2 separate regions of the Mus musculus genome follow, and region 1 is linked to region 2. A link is a contact called in public Hi-C data. All regions are on one chromosome and are shown on one strand. The core of a region is the stretch at or near the end of the contact, and the rest is flanking DNA. Distances in the headings are between cores, read along the strand shown. Region 1 has its middle 26 kb from the start of Gm23795. Region 2 has its middle 22 kb from the start of Gm16158.

The links. Hi-C and Micro-C count contacts between places; a contact is called where the count stands out from the background.
Region 1: a contact with region 2 is called in a Hi-C map of uterus, with 5 times the contacts expected there. The contact joins two enhancer-like sites. A contact is called at or near these places in 9 of 484 Hi-C or Micro-C datasets (cerebral cortex, cortical neurons, nephron progenitors and 2 more).

What each region holds. Positions count from the first base shown.
Region 1 is chr7:68,975,333-68,980,697 of GRCm38.p6, reverse strand. No RefSeq gene overlaps it. Among named protein-coding and RNA genes, the nearest start is that of Gm23795, 26 kb to the right of the region's middle. Within about 2 kb of position 1,932, at least 18 of the 459 cell types and tissues checked have an H3K27ac peak or open chromatin away from gene starts, as enhancers often do. A contact at or near this core is called in uterus, where this site is marked.
Region 2 is chr7:68,371,952-68,377,607 of GRCm38.p6, reverse strand. No RefSeq gene overlaps it. Among named protein-coding and RNA genes, the nearest start is that of Gm16158, 22 kb to the right of the region's middle. Within about 2 kb of position 3,152, at least 30 of the 459 cell types and tissues checked have an H3K27ac peak or open chromatin away from gene starts, as enhancers often do. A contact at or near this core is called in uterus, where this site is marked.

The DNA.
Region 1 (5,365 bases), core at 683-3,182, 600 kb before region 2:
CAAGAATATTAAAAGCAGATGTGATATTCAGAGCCTCTGGACCATGTGAGGTGCCTTTTAAGTTCTGTTAAATCAAGGGTTTATAAAATTACAGAAACAAACATTTTTTTTTTCTTTTGCAGAAGGTGTTTCTTAGAATCTTCATTCCTGGGATTTTCAGCCTCAGCCTCTCAAGCGGTGGAGAAACGAGTGGGAAGAGGACTCAGCTACCCAGGTCAAATCCAGATAGACTTGCCCCTCAGAGCCTGTCTTCATTCTGTGTCTTGTGTTCATAATCCAAAGCCCAAATGATTCAAATACTGAGATAGAGCCAGGAAAGGTCAAAATGCTGCCAGAAGGTCCAGGTGAAGTTTCTACGAGTTAGTGTAAAAATGGGAAATTAAAATTCAAAGGATTCAAATAAAGTGGGAGAGCCGCCTCGGGTCTCATGCGGGGAGGTGGGTTTGCCCGTTCCATTTCTTGGCCTCAGCGTCAGAGGCACACATTAATTAAATTACCAGCCTCCAGTCTGAAGTAGATCGTCTGCAGCTCAGAAATCCTGGGGTCCTTTCTGCACGTGATGGCCACAAACACCATATCTGACATCTTTCTAGTTCCCCGAGCACAGCTGCTGTGCTAGTCCATTACAGACATCCAAATGTAATCTACCATAGGACTTTTGCGTAGTAGACTCATAGTTCATTTCAGATGTTTGCACGGGGAATTTTTATACGTGGACTTAAAAATATTCTAAGAGCATAAATTGTGAAAGGCCTAGGTCAGGAACCCAAGTCATAAAGGGCCCCTGGGCAGTCACTTCCCAGCAGTCGGCCATCATGGCCAAGGGGGCAGCTGATCTCCGTTTCTGAGAGCTCCATTATGGGTATTTACAAAATAAACAATGCAAGCAAGTTCATGATTGTCATCCTTAATAATATGCATTACAGCAAGCCTTTAAATAAATATACAAGCCATAGATGTTCACCAGGCCTATTGCACCTTTACTTCTACACAGATCCAAGGCATTGTCTTTGTTGTGTTAGGGGAAAAAAAAAAAAACCTGACTCTTCATAGAACAGAAACAATAACAAAAAGCAATCATTATTTTAAATAACTCACCAATGTTCAGAAGCTCTGCTCGGGTTTCCAAGCAGGAAAGTCAGCAAGTTCACAGCTGGGGTGAGAACTTGGTCTCATTAGTCTCAGGTTTTCGAGGCACATTCGCAAAGCAGGAATACAAAATGTTCTCTCTCGGTGCTTCAGTAATTAACTGTCTTTGAGAAGGAAAGACAAACAAATAAATAAATAATATGATCGTTCAGAGTTCAAACCGATCGGGTTGCACAGTCTAAAATGCATCTGCGTAACACTCCCTTCAGACTTTATTTTGTAAGCACCCACACTCACAAAACAAAACAAAACAAAATTGAAAGCTCACTAATCTTTCACAGCAACATGTGTCAAAAAATGTGAGCAACTTTGAAGGATTTTAACTGGATAGGTCCAGACATCTGGGTGCTACTGGCCCAAGGTCTCACTGAGAATGTCTTCTGGAACCGTCTCCATTTTTTAAATCATTATTTTTTAGATATTTTATGTAATTGCTTATTTTTCATATGTTCTCTCTCTATTATTGTAGCCTATTCTCATCAGGTAATAACTAATTAAAAATAGGAAGCAAGTAAAAGCATTATTCAAACTGGTAGAAATTTACATTCTATAAAACTTAAAGTTTGTCAGGAAAGAACTTCAACTCTTGATTTTTGTTTTGTTTTGCTTAAACTGCATACACAGCAGTGAGAAATGTGCAGTGTCATTTTATATTTACGTGCAGTGGGAACCCATGGATGCGTAGAAAACATCATTCTTTGCTAACAGAGAGTAAGTAAAAGGCTTCCTAGGGAAACCGCATGAACAGGGATTAGCCGTGATTATTTGGCTAGCCAAAATCCCAAGTGCTTGAAGGATCCTGAGCACCAGTGTGTTACTTTCACTTTGCACCAAGTCTTTTGTTAAGAGTCATAGCAGGGATTTTCAGGGAGATATTTGCTAACTTTTTTTTTTTTTTTAACTTTTGTCAGAAGGAAGGCTAAGACATAGACAGCAAATGAGACTCAGAAAGTGCAGAGTATTCCAAGACACCACACAGCTTCTAGCTTCCCTTAGAGAGAGAGAGAGAGAGAGAGAGAGAGAGAGAGAGAGAGAGTCTCTATCTGACTAGGACTCTGTCAGAGGTCTCTCCATACTTTGAAATTCGCTCTTTCACAATTCTAAAGAGCTCCAAAATGTTAGCAAATTAAACAATTTGTCTCCCTGGAAGCCTAGGCACATTTCAGAGCTTAGACTAGAAAAGAGGTAAAGGGAGCCTGGTTGAGTTCTTTTGACTTAACTGCTCGCTTGCTCTCTGCATGCAACTTTTAGGTAGAGAGGGGCCTAAATGTGCATGCTAGAAGCTGGAGTCACACCCCTGCCAGAGGCTTAGGGGAGAGAGGTGAGGGGTGCTGTCCTTGCCCATTGTTCTGACTCCCAATGGCACGACTGTCTTAGGATGCTTTTGAACAGCAAAAAGAGAGGACAGCAGCCCACACTATTCTTCTCCTGTTCCCAAATTCAATATTAACAGGCTGTATTTTCCACGTGTTTTGACATATACAGGTCTCTAAAGAACATTTATTTAAGTTTTGCATTGCTAAAACTGCAGGTCTCTCTCTCTGGCCAAGCTCAGGGACCCGAAGGAGGGGCAACTGGACTCACTGACATCTCCCAGTGTGAGATGTCACTCCTAAAGGAATCTAAGTGAAAAAAAAAAATGGAAGAAAGGAAGAAGGAAAAAGAAAGACAATAAAGAAGCAGGTTCGACTCAGCACATTTACAGAGAGTGTGGACTTTGGTTTGAATTCACAACATCTACGGGCAAATCCTGGATGGCATAAGGAAGAAAGCATTTTTCAACCAATGCTTTCATAGAAGTATTTCCTGCTCAATTCAATAATATACTTTTTAAGTTTTACACAAATTAACATTCATTCAAATTTGGAATTATTTAAAAACACACCAGACCCTTCATTTGCTTATACATACACACACACACACACACACACAAACACACACACACAAAGGCACACACATAGGCATACACACACACACACACACTGGTACACACACACACACACATACACACACATACACTGTACACCCTACTGCAAATTTTTAGAATTGGGACAAAATAAAAGTCTTTGATAATCACTTTGTCTATTTAATTAGGAAGAATTATTTCCTGTTTTTCAATTCAGCAATTTCTCTCTGAACAATAGATTAGGACCCACCTTCAAATAATAATTACAAGGAAAAAAAATCTAGCATTTTTTAGCAGTGAAAGCCCAGAAGCTTCTGCCAAAATCTGCGGTATCTTACTGCCATCTACTGGCTTAGGCTGTACCGTTATGATTTAAAGGTACAGGGTTGCATTGCCAGAACTAAAACATTTGGAACCAAACACACTCTGGAGGATCTGCTCAAGGACATCGTTATTTTGTGTGTGGTCCTAAGTGTTTAAAAATATTTTTTAAATGTTACAGGAATTTCTGGGTCTGGCTTAGGCCTGAGTAGCTGAAAAGATAATGTCACTCCAGTCTCTCAAACTTCAGAACTCCAAAGGCAATAGCCATCGTTCCTGTCTCTCATATGCTATGCAATCCAACACTTACACATATGCACACACACACACACACACACACACACACACACACACTCTCAAACACACACACACTCACACATACACAGACACACAGACACCCAGACACATGCGCATGCACCCCACATGGTCATTCTATAAACAATACCGCCAGCCTTCGTTCCATGACCTGCTCACTTTCACTTGCTTTCATGGTGGCTGTCACATTAAATATCAAATGAGACAGAGAACAGTTTTCAGGATGAACTGCTCATGTCCCGTACCTGCCTGAATCACTTCTACTGGCACAACCAACAGTTGGGTAAATTGGCAGCCAGAAACACCACACACTCATTTGCCCTCAAGCAGTTTCTCCATCGTTCCTCTCTGATTTTGCAGGTGTTCTTTTTTTGGTTGGTTTTTGGTTTTTCTTTATAACAATTCTTTTGAGCCCTTAGCGCCAGCCAGCATAAACATTATTTGTCTCAGAATGCTACTTTCTTTTCCAATTCCTTAATGACGATGCATTTGTCATTCATCAATATTATTATTTATTTATCATAACGCTCTCTAGTTAGAGTGGGTACATTGTGGGCAGATATTATGGGCAGATTCTAGAATATCATTTAAGTGCCTCCCATACTGCCTAGCACATCATAAAACGCCAAGCAATGGCAGCTAAATCTTTTGATTATCACAAGTTCATACAAATATGATTTGAATCTCTGACACAAGTTGCTGCACTATTAGTGTGGATTCTAAAGACAATTGACTGGAAGCCATCTTCTGCCTTATCTACTTGTCACAGTTGCTCACACGTGGTCAAAGAAGCTGCTCGCCTTCTGTGTCTGATGTCCCAGCTGCCAGGGGAACGCCCTACTTTATTTATTAACCAAGAGTCCGTGCATTTTGGGCTTTTAAGCTTCTTGAAGCAGAACCTCTTCAGACACATTTTTCTTGCTGAAACAAGAGCAACCTTTCAAACCAATAAGAAGACAGAAGCAGGAGAGACAGGAATTAAGAAGCCTCCCCGATTCTTTTCCCTCTGTGAAGTGGCCTACAGCACAAAGAGGCTCTGCCTGCTAGAGTTATCAACTCTGACACCAAGCTGCCTAGTTCAGCCTTGCAAGGAAAGGATATCAAGTCTACCAGGACAGGCACAGACAGACATCCCAGGACCGGGATTTAAAGAGACCTCTCTGCTCTTTGGAATGATCTGTGCACTCTCTGTTCTTTAAACACACACACACACACACACACACACACACACACACACACACACACATGAATGTGTTTAGGTTGTCATTTGATTTGTGTCTATTTGGTGTGGGGAATGGAAGGTGCTATCTGATTCATGCCTAGCAATGCTCTGCCACAGAGATCCAGGCTAATTTGCTTTTAATGGCAGCCTGTATGCGGGAGGGTCTGATAACTCACATTTTATCTCTTGAACATTGGATTAAAATTCATAAAGTTCACTTAATACACAGAATTTCCTAAAGGATTTGTTGACAGAACACTTGGCATCGCTCCTATCAGGAACACAGACAAAACAAAACATTCAGCAAGCACTCAGTTCTGTCCGTGAACAATAAATAAAGTCAGGTTTAAGTTTATCTCATGGTGGTACTGTGGGATGAATCCAGAACTAGTTGAGTGCTTCCTTGAGAGCTAGCCTCTCAGCTCATTTTTATTTTTCATTGTGAGCCTAGT
Region 2 (5,656 bases), core at 1,903-4,402:
GGGAGCAGTGGGGGGAGGGGATGCTCTACAGGGCATACATCAATAGACCAAATTAAAGCAAAACAGAGGGTGAAAGTGTTCATGACAAGCCCTGCCCTGTGACACGTGACTATGAAAGACTGCAGTCAGATGTGTGGTGCCTTCCCGGTCTGTAATCCCAGCGCTTCAGAGGCAGAGACAGGTGGGCCTCTGATCTGGATGAAGGGTGTTGGGAGCTCTGTGTAGCACCTACATCTTGGAAACTCTTGCAAATTTTAAACGAATTCCAATGTCTTTAGGTTCATTTCCAATCTAACCTTTGGACAGAGGCAGAGAACTTTCCACTGGAGGGTAAACTTGCATCAAGTTGAGATCAAGTAGGATATGGGTACCAGCTTAGAACCCAGGGGAAGTTCATCACTCATTCCAAATGTCTCCACCCCACACTAGGGCCTAGAAGCTCCAGCACAGTCTGGAGCTTGTAAACCAGAAGAGATGAAGAAAGCAGACCAAGGCATCAGCCTCGATCCAGCTTCTCAACAGACCAGCAGGTGAATCCCACACACCCAAGAGCAAATGTGCTGCAAATCGGGCTCCGTGGGATTTTATAGGGAGACAGGGGCATTCAGTTTTCTTTAAGGGCTGACCACTGGGAATATGACCATGCTCCAGTGAGAACATGGGCAACACAAATTAGACGTGGGTTTTTTTTTCTTCTTTTTGGGGGGAGGGGGCCTGGGAGGAGTGGGATGGGGTGGGATGGGGGTGAACTGTGTTGGAATTCCCAACTAGTCAATAAAAATATCATGTTGAAAAAACAATGAGGACTCAGGCTTCAAAGCTGTGAAGGAAAAGAAAGGACAGTAAGGGACTGTAAGGAAGTGCTGCCTGTGCCCTGGTCTACTGCCCTGACCCTACCTGCCCTTGGGGGTTGGAGGTGAGGTCATGATACAGACTTCAGAAGCAGGTGAGAAACAGTGCAGCAGCAAACTGCTTCCAGCTCCTTTAATACCCTCCACCCGTGCCCCATTGGTCCCCATTGGTCCCAAGAAAGCATCTCTTCTAAACAGCAGTTCCTGATTGGCTGGCATTGTCTGCATCCGCAATCCTTGGTCTCTCAGGCAGTCCTCCATTAGGTCCTCCTGCAGGAGATGCTTTTGCGGCTGTGCGCCCCGCCCCCCGGATTTTACATAGAGGTGGCCCCTCTGTTCCTGCTACAAGAGAGGACAGTGGGAGCTGATGAGGAGCAGACCCAGAGACATAGACAAGTCCTGCACTTGGGGGATGTGGTAAAGCCAGGGTGGGAAGTGGGGGAGCCGAGTACAAGGATGGTCCTGACAATCGTGTTGGTGGTAGTGTGGAAGTGTTGAGTCAGGGCGGGACAGGGCATAGCAAGAGCCAAGTGGATGTCAAGAGTGAAAGCCCAAACTGGTGAAACTCACAGAGAAGAGACTACTGTGTGGCTGGCACCCGTGTCTCACCGCCCTCCCTCCTCCCTCCTCATCTCTCCTCTGATTAGCCACTGCCTGATACAGGGGTCTTCTTTTGCCCCCTCCCCACCTCCCTGCGGCTCCTGGTAATATGGGAAGTTCTCCTCAGAGGATCAGCCTATCCTAAAGACATGGCGGCCAGCCAGGTCTCTCAGGGAGCTGGGGATGGTGGGAGCATGGTAGAGGGGCTGAACCCCTTCTTTTAATCTCAGTGTTTGCTTCTGTGAGCTGGTATCCTTCCCCCACCCCCACCCCCACCCCCGGGCCTCCCAGGAACCCACAGGGCCCGCAGAGCCCATGGGGCCCTAGATGGAGCTTCCAGATGCACAGCATGTCCTGGGGCCTTGTGGCTCCTTTGTGGCCCAGATGGCAATGAGTGGAGATGAATCCCGACAAGCCCTCCAGCAGGAGAAGCCTCCTCCACAGGGACACCAGGGCTTCCTGCAGCCTCTACTACTTGATCCTTGAGGGCAGTGGCTTTAAGGGAGAAGACATAGAATCAGGCCTGTTTGAAACCCTACCCCTTCTATGGGACTGCAAACCCCTTCAGCTCCTTGGGTCCTTTCTCTAGCTCCTTCATTGGGGACCCTGTGCTCCATCCAATGGATGGCTGTGAGCATCCACTTCTGTATTTTCTCAGGCACTAGCAGAGCCTCTCTCTCAGGAGACAGCTTTATCAGGCTCCTGTCAGCAAGCTCTTGTTGCAAAGGATGGCCTAGTCGGTCATCAATGGGAGGAGAGGCCCTTGGTCCTGTGAAGGTTCTATGCCCCAGTATAGGGGAATGCCAGGGCCAGGAAGCAGGAGTGGGTGGGTTGTGGAGCAGGGGGAGGCAGGAGGGGGATAGGGGATTTTCGGAGGGGAAACTAGGAAAGGGAATAACATTTGAAATGTAAATAAAGAAAATAGGAAAGAAAAGAAGAAAGGAAGAAAGAAAGAAAGAAAGAAAGAGAGAGAGAGAGAGAGAGAGAGAGAGAAGGAAGGAAGGAAGGAAGGAAGGAAGGAAGAAAGAAAGAAAGAAAGAAAGAAAGAAAGAAAGAAAGAAAGAAAGAAAGAAAGAAAGAAAGAGGAAAGAAAGAAAGAAAGAAAGAAAGAAAGAAAGAAAGAAAGAAAGAAAGAAAGAAAGAAAGGAAAGGAAAAGGAGGGAGGGAGGGAGGGAGGGAGGGAGGGAGGGAGGGAGGGAGGGAGGGAGGGAGGGAGGTCTGAGAAAAAAAAAAAAGAAGAAGCCTGAGCCCTGCCCTCCCTCCCTCCCTGTGGTTCAGGCCTGAGCGTCCAGTGTTTCCCATCTGTGAACCGGACACTGTGTTCTCGTCCTCCTAGCTGCAGAGAGGCTGGATTCCATGAGGTAGTTTGGGTGGGTGTCTTTATGCTTATTACTATCATGGGTTTGTCACTGAGTCACCCAGCAGCCCCCTACAGCCCCACGCTCAGTCTCTGCATCCACACTGTGCTCTGGCACAAACTAATCTAAGCCCAGTTCCAGCCTGACCCTATCACCCCACTTCCCCCACACACTCCCATGCCCAAGCCCAAATAGGACTTTTTTTCTCTAGAGGCCTTCTAGGGGGTCCCTGGCCAATATCAACTTCATCAAAGCTGGCACAAAAAGAGGAGGCATTCGATCAGATCAGAAAGCTCCCTGTAAAAGAAAATAGCCTATCTCCGCTTCTCTAACTGCTCCTCCACCCGGCTGAAGCTAGTACTGTGGACAGGGAGATCTGTAACATTCTACATGGCTTTCCTGCTACAATCCCACAGTTGCCCCCAGCCAAAGCCTCGTGACTTTATATCATTTCCTGGGTATCTTAGTGAAATAGGCCTCAACTCACAGTGGCGCGTCGTTTTGGTTTTTTTTTTTTTTTTAACTAGGACTCCGGTGGGATCCAGGAAAACCTTATTAGAATCGATGTGCAGAGTCCGCAGGGAAGTGCAGCAGCGCCATCTAGTGGCAATTCTTGCTCCATGCATCTCCTGGACCGTCAAGATCAACTCGCATAGTAAATTACATTTTACAGTTTTAAACCTACCAGCTTCTGCTTCCACCTCCGTATGGAAGGCAAAAACAAAACTAATCACAAAAACCTACTTGTCTTGTTATTGCTAAGGGTCCTAAAGGGGCCGCTGTAGCCAGGTTCCCTCAATTTTCAGGCGGGTCATGGGCCTGATGCTGGAGGCCTTCCAGAAGATTGCATCCTTGGGTAAAAACTCAGAGAGTACACAGGAGCTCAGCCAGAACTCTGGGCTGCCGTCTGTCTAGGGTAGGGCCTAGGAATCCACTTCCCTACCTAGGCTACTGCTACTTCTGTCAGCACAGTTGCAAAGCTCTTCCGCAAAGGTCTGCGCTGATCTTGCTCTGGCTGGACTGGCAAAGTTCTGTGGTTCTCAGCCTGTGACTCTTTAGGAAAAGCTCAGGGACAGAAGAAAGGGATGGCAACAGTGCTAAGCACTGGACCTGTCTTTCCTAATCCCACACAGCAGGCAGGACCACCATGGGGTAATGGCAGGCCCAGACCTTGGTCACAAAGGCAATAGGATCCAAACACAGCACCCAAGTAGCCGGCGAAGCCTTTAAGGGCCACCACCTGCATTCCCAGAACCTTGGCAAGGTGGACATCTTTACAGCACTTGTACCAGAGGCGGTCTGTGCTAAGATCTATCTCCACAGCACAGCTTCTGCCCTGGTTCAACCAACACCATTCCATCTGTCCTTCCTTATACTACAGTCCTCAGCACCAAGTTCTGTCTGGCACTTGGGCCAAAAGATGGCTCCGGTGTGTTCATGCAGTCAGGAGCGGTCAATACTCTGAGAGCCTGCCCTCTGATACACACAGCCAAACTGGGGGAAAAATAATTCTCTGAGTGGGATTATGCATTAAGGGCCTTATTAATAAGCACAGCACCTAAGGCTCATGAGAGTGTCCTGATCGGATTTAAAATGTGAAGGAAAAACTGCAGTCTGCCCCAGATACTATTTAACTTCATAACAGCAAAGTAGCAAAATGTAATTTTTAACTTTTATGTAGGGAAAGGTTCCAGAAGGCAAAAGTCTCCAGGAGTGTCTCAGCAGCAGGGTAGATGGACTTACCAGGCAGAGTAGGACAAGCAGGCAAAACATCAAAAGCTTCCCTCTGTCATGTTCTTGTAGATTGGCTGCCATCAGAAGGTGTGGCCCCGATTTAGATGGTTCTTCTAGCCTCAAATGATACAGATTTAGGATGGGTCTCCCCACCTCAAATAATACAATTAAGAAAAAATCCCTCACAGGCTTGCCCACCTGTCTCAAGCCAACCGGATACCCTGAGCCACTTTTTGTGCTGGGAGTGCCATGTTTAGATCTATGTCTCACACCACCACCACCACACACACACACACACACACACACTAAACCGCATGAGGTGAGATGCAGGGGACAGGACAGGCAACCATCCAGGGCAACTTCTGGAAGAAGACACAGATGCGGGAAGCTGGTGATGCTCGTTGTCCTCTGCGCTGCACGCTGCATGGTGCAGGCAGCTAGCTGTCCATGCGTTTTGGCTGGCAAGCCTCAAAAAGCTACCTGACCTCCCAAGATCCCTTATGTCAAAGGTCAGGCTTTGCTCGGAGGGAAATAGATCCCTGACATTTTAAGGAGACTTCAGCATCCGAGGAGGAAGCCTAATCCACAGAAAGTGTTCTTGGGTTTAAGGGAGGGTAAATGAGTGCATACTTCTTTACAGTGTGCTACATTCTCTTGCTGTGTTCCTCTCTGCTTTTTCTTAAGTCGGCTTACCCGACTCTTACAAAGCCAACAACCTCATTATGTGAAACAGCCTCCCAAGGAAACTGCCAATCAAAACGTACTATCACTGGTCCCAAATAAAGGTTTGTCTCAAAGTAAGGTCCCGGTTAAACTACTGAGTTTAACACACTGATCATCACACGCTACTCAGAAGCACCCAGCATCTAGGCTAGGATCGCAAAGCTGGGCAAGTCAGAGCTAACCAGTCATCCTGGTGCCTAGATGGCATACTATGCTATCTGCTCCTTATGGATTGTGATCCTCAAACATGATCTCACCGTTGCTCTTTACAGTCTGGTCTGTGTTCCCCCATCAAGAGGCCACTGCATCCTTAGCCCAAACTTGCTGAGATGTGATCTTATGCCGGACTTGTGGTATCCTCTGCGACTTCCAGCATCTCTTGGCCTGAGC